Regions from separate parts of the Arachis hypogaea genome. Here region 2 is linked to region 1. Evidence: chromatin contacts called from public Hi-C data. All regions are on one chromosome and are shown on one strand. Each heading gives the region's core, a stretch centred on a gene start, on an enhancer-like site or on the middle of the called end of the contact. The rest is flanking DNA. Distances are from core to core; before and after follow the strand shown.

The links. Hi-C and Micro-C count contacts between places; a contact is called where the count stands out from the background.
Region 2: a Hi-C map of an unstated tissue shows a contact between it and region 1, with 4 times the contacts expected there. The contact joins the promoter of LOC112706284 here to the enhancer-like site in region 1. A contact is called at or near these places in 3 of 8 Hi-C or Micro-C datasets (leaf and an unstated tissue).

What each region holds. Positions count from the first base shown.
Region 1 is chr8:15,399,505-15,405,750 of arahy.Tifrunner.gnm2.J5K5, reverse strand. No RefSeq gene overlaps it. Among protein-coding and RNA genes, the nearest start is that of LOC112706283, 6.9 kb to the right of the region's middle. Within about 2 kb of position 2,025, at least 3 of the 3 cell types and tissues checked have open chromatin away from gene starts, as enhancers often do.
Region 2 is chr8:15,447,025-15,453,082 of arahy.Tifrunner.gnm2.J5K5, reverse strand. LOC112706284 (auxin-responsive protein IAA8) reads right to left here and starts at 3,254. Exons shown (of 8, transcript XM_025757509.3): 1 at 3,049-3,254; 2 at 2,209-2,278; 3 at 1,544-1,994; 4 at 1,118-1,344; 5 at 805-1,031; 6 at 564-705; 7 at 379-440; 8 at 1-261. The coding sequence starts at 1,954. The coding sequence ends at 239.

The sequences.
Region 1 (6,246 bases), core at 776-3,275:
AAATATATTTTACATTAATTAGAATTAGATATAAAAGGGAAAAGAATCAGCTCTTCGTACCTCTCTTCTCTCATACCTCATTCCGCAATTTACAGTTTACCAGAAGTCTAGTTTTCTCTTCGAACCATGAGCAACTAAACCTCCACTGTTAAAGTTAGGAGCTCTGTCTATTATATGGATTGATACTATTACTTTTCTATTTTAATTTATGTACTGATTTATAATTCAAGAATTGTTCTTGTTCTTTATTTTATGAATTTGGGTGGAACAGAAGTATGACCCTTGTTCTAATTGAGTTCTTGTATAACTTGAAAAATCTCTTTACTTGAACAACAGCTTGAAAACATATTCTCCTAAATTTCTAATTATCTAGACTTAACGGGATATGTGACATATAATCCTCTTATATTTGGGTAATTAGGATTTTTGTGGCATATAACTAGAATTGAACTTCACCCTCTAATTGGAATTAAATGACCAATAAATTGGCTGTTGATGAATCTTAGAGGAGACTAAAGAGGTCTAAAGAATTAGGGTTTAGTCAGATATAGTTTGCCATGAATTAAATCTTGCATGATTAAAATAGTTAGTAAGAAAAGTCAATCAGAAAAATAGATATCTCTGAAGCTTTAACCGATTTCTCCATATATTATTCACAACCCATTTACTGCTTGCTTTATTAATTCTCTAATTTACTGTTTAATACAATTGAAACCCAAACACTCTTTTCTACTTGTCTAACTAAGTAAATCACTCAATCATTGTTGCTTAGTCCATCAATCCTCGTGGGATCGACTCTCACTCACCTGAGGTATTACTTGGTACGACCCGGTGCACTTGGCGGTTAGTTTGTGGGTTATAAATTTCGCACCAATTCTTCAGATCCTCAAGTCATAAACACAATTAAAGACATTGTTGTTGATGATGTCAAATACAAGTTTCAAGGGATGGTAGATTCGTATCCTCATTAGATTAAAAACATTGTTGTCGATGAGGTGGAGATGAAGTCAAATTCAATTACAGACAATAGGATTTACAAGATGAGGTGATAATTATGCACAAGAATTTAATCACTTTTATTGGACAAAAGTTTTACGAATAGTGAACTCCGAGAATGTTATCACCATTTAGAAGAGGGTGGAGAAGTGCGGTGAGTGTACACTGAGGTTGGAAAGGAGTTGTGCCTATATAGCAGAGATTCTCCGTACCTTGATAGCATGAATGTTGCCACGTGTAACGAGCTAAATACATGTGTAACTTGTTGATAGGTTTGTGAGTTCATCACAAAAAGATTTTTCCGACGATGACAGTCACCATCACCACCATAAACTGGTGGTGCTAAACTAAATTTAAATAATCACAAAAAAAGAAAAAAATAAAAAATATATACCTAATTATAATGATTAATATTCAACTTAATTATAATTATAAATATTATGTATCATAATTTATCGTTGATTTTAGAGAGGATATAGTAACATAGACCAAAATTATAGACCAAAATTATACCGTGGAATTAAACTCATACATACAAATAAGGTGTTTGCTGTGGTGTCTAAAAAATATTGTCTAATTATTAAAATATGTAAAATAATTAATTTTAAATTTAAAAGTATAAAAGTTAAAAACTTTTAAATATTTTAAAATTACTATAAAAAGTAATTTAGGCAAAAGTTAGACACCAAACAAAAAATACTATAAAATTAGCCTACAAATAAAGAAATAGATCCTCTCTATTTTTTTTGTCATTAAAGAGAATAAAATATAATCTCTCACCTTTAATTCTATAAATGAGACTAAAAATAAATAAAAAAAAATATAATAAAGAGTGAAATTTTTCACTAAATACTATCTATTTTTTTTTTTCACTGGAGTGGATCCACTCCCTGCCCTTTGGTTTTAAATTGGAAACGAGTGTTGAGGCTTAAGGGGGACAAAGAAAAAGTAAGAGGTGGCTAAATAATGTGATTAGGGGGACAAGAAAGTGGGTTTTCTTTGTGGGGTTGCTCGGTTCAGAGCGTGACAGTTAACTCTATCACCATGAAATCTTGGAGTATGCTCCACGCGCTTATAATTCGGCGTCTTTTGCACCACCCAACCGTAATTGCCAGAATTGCCATTTTCGGTAGCATTATTTCAACTCATTCATCATTCATTCGACTCCACCATTTTTTTTTAAACACTCTACGACTCTCCGCTTAATACTTAACTATGAAATTACTATAGTCACAAAAAAAAAAAAACTATGAAAACTATTTCGTATAAATTTTTCTTATGAAATTGGATATTCAGGTAAAAGAATTTTATGTTTATAACGTATACAAGTCAGGGTTCATTTTTAAACGTTTTTTTTTCCTAAGTCAAACTATTACATTTTTGTTAATTAAATAAATTTTAATTTTTTATTTATTATATTTAATATTAATCGTTTAAATTTAAAATTTAATCTTTTTTGTTTTTCTTATTTTATATTTAATAACAAGTTAATTTTAAAAAAGCCATGGACTTCTTATTTTTCCTAAAATACATTAATATTTACTGCAAGTGAGTCTCTATATTATCTTTTAAAAAGTTGTAAAAATTAATGATTAGTTATTTTTAATAAAAGTAGAAGGATTTAAAGTATGAATTGTATGAAAATTTAATAAATAAAAGACTAATCTATTTTGCTAATGAGTTATAACTCAAATGGCATAACTTTCTCATACTCACACAAGAAGTCGCGAGTTCAATTCTTCCTATTTTTGGTAAAAAAAAAAGACTAATTTACTTTTCTATTTTGTTAGGGATTAATTTATCCTAAATAGACACAATTTTATACGTTTTATTCTATTTATTAAAAAAATATTTAAATTATAAAGATTAGGGAAGTTAATTATTGAAAAAGAAACATTAAGAAGCTACTATTTAAAAAAATATTTACTCAGTATTTTATAACAATTCACTAATATACATAGTAGATTAAAATAACTAACTTAAAACGTAAATAAAAAATACTAGTTGAACAAATTATTTTATAACCAAGTTTAACCAAATATTTTTCTTTTTTTTGTGCGTCTTCTCTTTTTTCTTCAGCTAATTTTTATTGTGTCAATAAATTATTAAATCTATTTAGTTAAACTTAATTACTAAAATAATTTGGATATGCAATATCAGTATATATTTTTGTTATCCATATAAATAAAATAACAGTATTGTCCTAATATAACTTTGTTTACATATTTATCATCTTTTAATTAATTTATGTAAATCTTTATAAATCATGCTAGACTCAAAATTGAGACTTGAAACTTGCCACTATACTCTTAAAAAAAAAATTTAGACAAATGATAAAATATACAAAAATATCTAATTAACGATAAATAAAATTAAAAACACAATTTTGTCATCCGAACTTTTTTTTTCTCAAAATCTTTCTGTTTAAAGGAAAGAAAATTTTTTGGTGGGATTATTTTCATTTTCTTTTTGGCACTATTTGTTGTTAAGTGATGCATGTATTGATGCGTATATTATAAGCTGCTCGTTTTTATGGTGACGCCACTATCACGCCATTCTCATGCCTCTCTCACTCTTTCCCTTTTTTTTTTCTAACTCTACTTGGGCCTCTCTCTCCTCATCAATCATGCCCAATTACATGAAAATATGGTTTATCAATTCAAATCAATTTACGTTGCTCAAATGGTTAGTTAATTTTTTAATTTACTTAAATACGTGTTAAAGATTCAAATTTGACTCTCTATATAAAATTCTATTGGATATTAATAAATCCTTAAATGAAGCCAACAATCATCCATCCCTCAACGAAAAAAAAATAGATAGATATGTTAAGTACATATATTTTGAGTTTTTTTAACGTTTTATTTTTATGTTTGGCAACATTTCTATGCTGTAAACATAGAAACAATTTTTATTTTCAATTCACGTTCTACTAAAAACTAAAAATTTTAGCTTTTTCATTCACTTTTTTACGTTAGGTTGAGCTTTATTCTATGTACCAATTATATCTTTTATTATTCATATATTTGTTTTTTTTATAATACTTTTTTTTAATATTCTCTTATGTATATTATTTTTTTTTTATAAAATTTCTGTTTTTTTTTATATGAGTTCTTTTACTATGATTGTTATTTCTTTTTTGTATGGAATATTTTTTTATTTTGTATTATGATTTTATTAATTTTATGAGAGTACTAAAGAATATTAAAATTTATTTAAATATTTAAAATAAAATTATAAGATAACATAAAATAATTATTTAAATTCATGTTCTTTTCTGTAATTTTTTATCTAAAAGTGATTTTGAATAATGTAATCCAAACAATACTTAGTTTACTATAATTCATTTTGAATAAAAATTACTAAACATAAATCGGGTTAATACTAACTTACTTTTGATCAAAATCAATTCTACAAAATCAATTTTATACAAATTTTTGTTTGCAAACGATAATCCAAACACACACTAAATCATTAGAAAAATCAAATGTAAATGCACGTTAAGTGAAGTGAATGCGCAGAAACTATGACTTCTTAGCTTCAGGTAAACGTGCATTTTAGGCAGTGTTCAAAAAATTTAAATATATATATATTTTTTTTAATGCTAAACCAAACACATCTTAACATATAACAGATTGGAGCTTCATTTAAGGATTTGTTACTAGTCAATGGGTTATTGTATATACAAAGACAGATTCGAATCCTTAACACATACTTAAACAAATTAGTGAGTTAAGCATTAGAACAACTCAATTTAGTTAAGATATTTTATTTTATTTATTCAAAATAAGATATTTTATTTGTCAGAATAAGTGTTGGTTAAATTAGAACTTTGTTTTAATATTGTTCTTGTTTTTGTTCTGAATATATTGTTTTTTTTTTTTGGACAGGATTGTTAAGTTTCCATTTATAAAAAAGTTTGCTTCTTGGGCCTAAGTCATCATAGAATTTTGGGTGGACCAAACAAAGCTTCAAACTACAGAACTGATCCGCTGTTTGTTGTTGTTGCTTTTTTTCGTTTGTATTTTATGAAAGGCGGGCCTTTTTACGAGAAAACGTATTATCCCCTTATTTGGTGAAAATAGGTTGTCCTCCAATACCTAAAAAAACAGCTTATGCCTTCTTAGTCATGGTTTCATACTCTGTTAGTGATAAGATCCTTGTTATAGGAGGCAGTTCAAATACCAAAAATTAAAAGAAAAAAGAATCCATGTTTTTGGTAGATGACAAGTGATCGGTTCAAAATTAGGTACATACTACAATGGAAAAGAAAAATGGCAAAAAGAATTATGATTTTCTTTTTTAATAGATCTGAACAAAACTATGTAGAGTAATGAATGAGAACTGAGCAATCAAAGAGAGAAATTGTGAATGTAAATTGTAATATGTATTTTCTTGAATAAAAAAATCTGTTTTCTACAAATATGTGGCTAACTATATACAGCATGGACTTAACTAATTTGGTTTTCTTACTAATACAAGCCTAACAAACTTTCTATACATTGACACTTCTTGAATCTTGAATATTAAGTAATATCAGTAACCAATTCTGGTTTTCTCTTTTCAAGATCATTCATTACAAATTCAACCCACGTAAAAAAGAGAAGGACAAGATAGTATCCTAATCCTATGGTTAATTAAATCTTCCCTTTCGTCGTTGCCATAAAAAAATTAAGTAATCATCCATAGAATATTTTATAGCATATCCATAAAAATGAAATTAGCATGCAGTACATGATCACCATTATTACATTCCAACACCTATGCATGCATCTCCTATGAACTAAGCTATTTATACCCTTTGATTTTTCTATTACCACCTCACTCATATAGCATCTCACTCCACCTTGTGTTCTTGTTAAGTAACCACCAGCAGCATAGCTATTTATTACAGAATTATAAAACACACATAACCACTACATCCATTTACACTCATGTTCTTCTCGAGTTGGTATTACATGCCCCTCTCTCTTCATTAGCTTCAATTCACTCTATTGATTTACGAAACTTTATTTTGTTCTTAGCACTATCCACACACTATTTCATTTCTAAATACTAAGCAGACTACACAATAGCAAAAAATCGTCTACACTATTTATTTTTACCCATGTTTTTAACATCCTGTTGCATCCAATTCTCAGACAATGTTATATCCATCATTCCTATCCAAGGGGATACAAAATATAGGTTTTTATATGCACCTACGACTCATAATATAAAGTGGCAGCTCATATAGTTGCAAAGTAGCGA
Region 2 (6,058 bases), core at 2,005-4,504, 46 kb before region 1:
CATTAATTAACTCACAAATACTCAAGTCTTAAGGGGTTATAAGAGTTGAAAATCATATGATAAAAAACGGCTTAGTTAATATATAAAATGCCGTGAAGAACACATCAAACACACACATAATGAACATTAACACAAATATTAAGATAGCTTAGTATTATAATCTCTCCCTGGCCAAAATGTCTTTGGTTATGATGGATTCTGTTGTTGTTGCCATGTCTAGTTCCTGCTCTTGCTTTTTTCAACATCCCTTGGAGCTGCAAGCTGACACAAAAAGGGGAAACTCGAATAAGATATGCTGGGATTCGAAGCCAAGTACCCATAACATATGCTGGGATTCCCTTGAATCTTATGTTTATAGATAGTTTGAAAAATACTAACCAAGGCCAATTGCTTCTGAACTCTTCATGATCCTCAGCCTTCGGCATGTTTCGATAAACATCCTGCAAAGATAAAGGGTTGAAGTTACTTTGAAGACGAACAAATAATGTAAAATGTAAATTTGTATCTCAGATGAGTTTTCAATGCCTATAAGAAAACAAGTGCATGAAAGAATTAGAACTTACTCCCATGGAACATCACCCACAAGCATCCAATCATTATCTTTGTCTTCATAGGTAAGAACATATTCCGACCCATGAAGAAGATCCTTCAGCTTGGTTTCATTCAGCAACTCCTTTCCCAGAGTCCCATAAGATCCGCATTGACCTGAAATCATACCGAAACAAGCAGTAACTGGATCCAGGCAAACTGACCATAAATTACTTAAAGACTAAGTTTTCTTGCATCAAACGAATTCTTCCTTACTTATAGTAAAACCGCGGAACATCTTCTCTAGAGCAGAACATAGTTCCGGGTATGTAGAGTAATTCTTCAAGTCTACTTTCCTTAAATAGGGAGCACCCTCCAAGCTGACCTTGACAAACAGTGGACCGGACCCCGGTTGTCCATCTACTTCTTCTGTGTTTTTCGAATTAGTTGCCAGTGAATTCTTCCTAAATGACCTTAGGGGAGGCCACCCCACGACCTGAGCCCTGTCGCACGAGGAATATCAGAATTCAGAAATCATTTCCACAGTTATGCTCAAACTTAATGTGATCGGTTCGAGTATTCTACTTACTTGGTAGCTGGTGCACTGCTATTATTATTCGCAGAACCATTAAGACTGGGTCTGGTCTCATTGAAAGCATGAGGCTTCTCGACCCCAACCTTTGTAGTCGATACTTCTTTCATTTTGGCTTGTTGAACCCCAAGACTCTCAAGCAGAGAACCAGGTTTTAATCCCAAGTTAGAAGAAGGCCTCGGCGACAGAATTGTATTCACTTCTGAATTAGATAAAAAATTCCCCTGCATGATAGATCGGCGACTCAGTATCTCGCTTAGCAGTATCTCACTTCGAGCAGATAAAAAGCTATGATCAGAGCATGTTACAGTCTTACACATACTAAAAACAAGATTTCAACCAAGCAAGTTCTTTTAAGATTACTTTAAGTACCCAAAGATCATAGTTAAAAAGGATATTTCCTCAGACTAAATTGACATTTACCTTCTGGAACCCATTCATTACATCTAAGAATCCTCTTTTGCTACCCAAAACAGCAGCCTTTGCAGGGGAATGATGATGATCATCGGTCGAGGGGCACAGGGGGAAAAGTGGTTTCTCATCAAACTGAGTTGAGCTTCTTAAGCAATGATCAGAATCTCTCTCAGGAGACTGAGATCCCGGGAGACCAAGCCTGAGTTCAGTAGCTTTCAGGTTCAGATTACTTTTATGCTCGTCCGGTAAGGGCGAAACCGAGCTGTCAGCAGAAGAACAACCAGACAATTCCATGTAGTTTCGCACTTTCAACTCGGAGCTCTCGATGCGAGCACATTCCATGGCAGTCGACGAAACCAACAAAGTGACATTGCTTTTGCCCTCCTCCTCCCCCACTATGCTAAATACCGGCAGTGACATCAAAATTCAAACCAAGAAGTTCCCAAATTTTGTGTTTTCCCTATCAAACAACAAAAACAGCATTTGAAATGGTTCATGAAACAAACAGAATAACAGATCATTTTGACTAAACAGAATCTTGCACCACACTCCACGGCCTTCAAACTTATCAATCAAACAGAGAAAACAATACATTGAAACACAGCTTTCCCACAATATTCATAAGCAACCTCAATGTCATAAATTCCAATAACACATTAAAAATTGAATCATACCTTTGCTCAAATTTTCTTTGCTTTGATCCAAAGAAGCTCCAAATGAACAACAATAGCCAAGTACAAATTCCTAAATTGCAATAAGGCAAAGTTAGGAACTTTATATACCCAATGAAAACAAATAAATATAAGACAATTAAAAAGAAAATGAGAATCGCCATTCATTGCTGCAAAGACTCACAGATAGAATGATAGATACACATATTAAGTAATAATTACTTTTCGGTGGAAAAAGTTACAAGACAAAGTTCTAAAAATAACCCAAGGGGAATAAAATTAAAAACATAGTACAAAACAAGCTGTAATAAATATAATAATAATAAATTTAAAAAAATTCACATGAAAATTTATGAGTCAGAGTCTTTCACTCTTGGCTGAGTCATCTTCCATCAAAGCACATTTCAGTAGATAGACGAAAAACAAAAAGCAGATTTTTTTTCAATTTCATTTTTTGAAAATAAAATAAAATAAAATCATCCAGAAGTGAAGATAACAAACACGGACTCAGTTTGGTTTTGGTCAGAAAATAAAAAGGGAAAGTGAAGAAGAAAAGTTGAAAAAAAAAAAAAAAAACAGAAACTAGTGAGCACTACTTTGTGTTAATAATGCACTGAAAGAAAAAGAAAAAAAAAAGAGTTTTTTGAGAGTTTTCTCATCCATTACTGGAACAAAAATAGGAATTAAGAAAAAGTGGAATAAAGATGCATGTCCCAGTTGAAAGCAAAAAAGGGGAAAAGCAAAGGGACACAGAGAATTGCAGAAGGGTTTCAATGAAAAGTCCATGAAGCAACATAAGAAATTAAAATGAAACAAAAAAAAAAACTTAGGAGTTTTACTTACTCGTGTTGAAGAATAATGAGAAGATCAGAAAGAGTGAAGAAGAAGAAGAAGAAGAAGAAGAAGGGTGTTAGGGTAATATTGAAAGAGAGAGTGGAAGAAGAGAGAACTAAGGACCCTCCATTGGGGAATAAAGTTACAAGAGCTTATTTTTGGTGTCTCATGTCAATGAAGAAGCACCATGCATTTAATTAAATAAAAAAACATTCAGAGTTTGTTTGAAACCATTTATCATAAGAAAAATAATTCTATTTTTTTTTAAAAAAATATTTTTGTTTGAAATTTAATTTTATAATTTAGAATAATTATAATATATTAATAGAATATAATTTAAATTTAAAAAATGTGTGCGTAGATTTAGAAATCAGACTCCTTCTAATTTAATTTACAAATAAAGAAAAAATAAAATTTTGAATTACTAAAAAATTTAAATTATTTATTTTTTAGTTATTCTAAAATAAAATAAAAAATTCAACTCTCGAGTAAATTCTAATTTCTAGCATTCTAAACAAGTTCTTATAATAATTACATACCAAAAAACAGCGATTAAATTCTTATTAATATAAAATATATGTTAAAATATAAAATTTATATTAAAATAAATTAAATAATAAAAAAATAAAAATAATTTTTTTGTTTTTTATTTAAAAAATAAATAAATTCTATATTTTTTATTTTTTGAAATATGAGATATTTAAATCTTTTTAGAGAATCAATTTATGTTTATATATTTTAGATAGAAAAATTTAAATATCTTATATTTTAAAAATTAAAAACATTTTTTATATTTTTAATTAGTTTAAAATTCATATCTCTTTGAATTAAAAAAATTAAGAATTTATTTATTTTTTAAATAATATATACATAATAATTAATTTTAATATATAGATATAACTTTTGATAAAAGAATATTAAAAATAATATTTTTTAGAAATATTAGTTAATCTTTTATATTAGTATTTTTTATTCTATTAAAATTTATAATTTTTAAATAAAAAAATGTTTGTTAACTAAATTTAAAAAAAATAATAAATTTTATTCGCTGCGTAATATTGCTCTTAAATAAGATTATATATTTATATTTATATCACCTACCATCACTTCTCTTTCTGTGTAATTAATTTATAATATCTTTTAATGTAATGTGGATTATACATTTATGGTAGATGGTCACATAAATAAATGAAGAGTTTTATTGATGGGTCGTTAGATGATCATCACATGAAATATCTTATCTTATTTTTGTTAATTTTAAAATAAAATTAGGTCATTCCTTTCATTTTATTTTATGCATGTCAAAATCTATTTACTTTGTCGCACGTTTTTATAATAATATTTTGTCGATTGATTTGTTTTTTTATTTTTCACGGTATTTCTCAATTCGACAGATTAAAATTTAAGCGAATTAGTGAGCTAACCACTAAACCAACTCAATTTGATTTGTCAAAATCTATTTTTATGGCAGTGGCTTTTTCTTACTCGAAGTCGTAGATCATATTTGTTTAGCACAGAATATTGAGATATAGACACTAGGCACGGATCTAAAAAAAAAAGGTAAATAGTGGCCTTAGTTTTTTTAAGGTTTTGAAGAAGTATATACATGGAATATGTACGTGATAAAATAAAATATATTTAGTAATTTTATATGTAATTATTTTAATAATATGATAGATTAAGGTTTTAATTATTTTTTAATATTTTTATTTAATTAACTTTATATTATATACTCAAATTTTTATATTTTTTAAATTAATTTTTATATACTTATCTTTATGAATATAATGATTAGATTTTTTCAAGTAAATAAAATAAAATTTAGCAAAGTATATAATTTATAGTTTTTTTTATCAAAATGTACTCTATTTCTTATTTCGTTTATAGTATAAATAAAATAAGAGATAAGGTACATTTTATTAAAAATGTTATAAATTACATATTTTGGTAAATAAAATTCTATAATAATTTACATCATTTTATTTTAATAATTGTATTGTTTATTTTAGTTTTTATTTTTAATAGAAATTGCTAATTTTTTTTCTAATCTTATATTATTGAAAAAATTTATATTTTTTATGATAATTTATTTCGATTATAGTTTTATTTTGAGAGTTCTATTTTATATTCTATAAAAATACTAGTACCTTTGAGATGATTAATAATTTATAATTTATTTTTAAATTTTTGAAATTTTTAAAAGAACTAATCTTAATTAAAGAGATATGTAATAACTTCTTAACTAAACATACCATAAAAATATTAGTATCTTATAATTTTATAGAATATTATTGATATTGTTATTTTTTATGTAATTCTCATATCAAAAATAAAATTATTAAAAAAATCTATATTTTTTTATATATATTGCTAAAAATTAAAAAAAGAGCAATTCAGTAATTACATATCATGCATAAATTATTTTTATATAATAAAAAATACAAAAATAATTAAAAAATTTTGTATAAAATCCGAGCTCCGTATATCAGAATTTTTATATAAATACAAAGATATATAATTATATTTGAGTTTTTGACAGATGAAATATAAATAAAGACATTATATTCTGATATACTAAATTAAGGACAATTTACCTAAATAAAATGGTTGGGAGAAATCTTTACTCAAATATAACATGATACGAAAATAAAAGGATAAATAAGATAAGAATTGAAATTAGATAAAAAAATATATTGAAATTGAAATAGAAACAAAAATGATAGATTGAAATTGAGTACAAAGAGAATCACTCTACTTTTACCCAATTTCTTGACACAACAAAAAAGGGACTCCTCAACCTAACTTGTCAACGCCATGGTTTGAGAATTGATTCGAATGAACTCCTCAACCTTCTAACCAATTCCCCGATGCAACAAGAGAGGGACTCCTCAACCTCAATTGTCCACACCATGGTTTCATCACGAAACCAAAAAAGGTTTAAAACCTCTAAATCATTTTATGCTACGACTACAATAGCTAAGGAGGTATTTATAACCTCTTATTAGGTTAAAACAAAGAA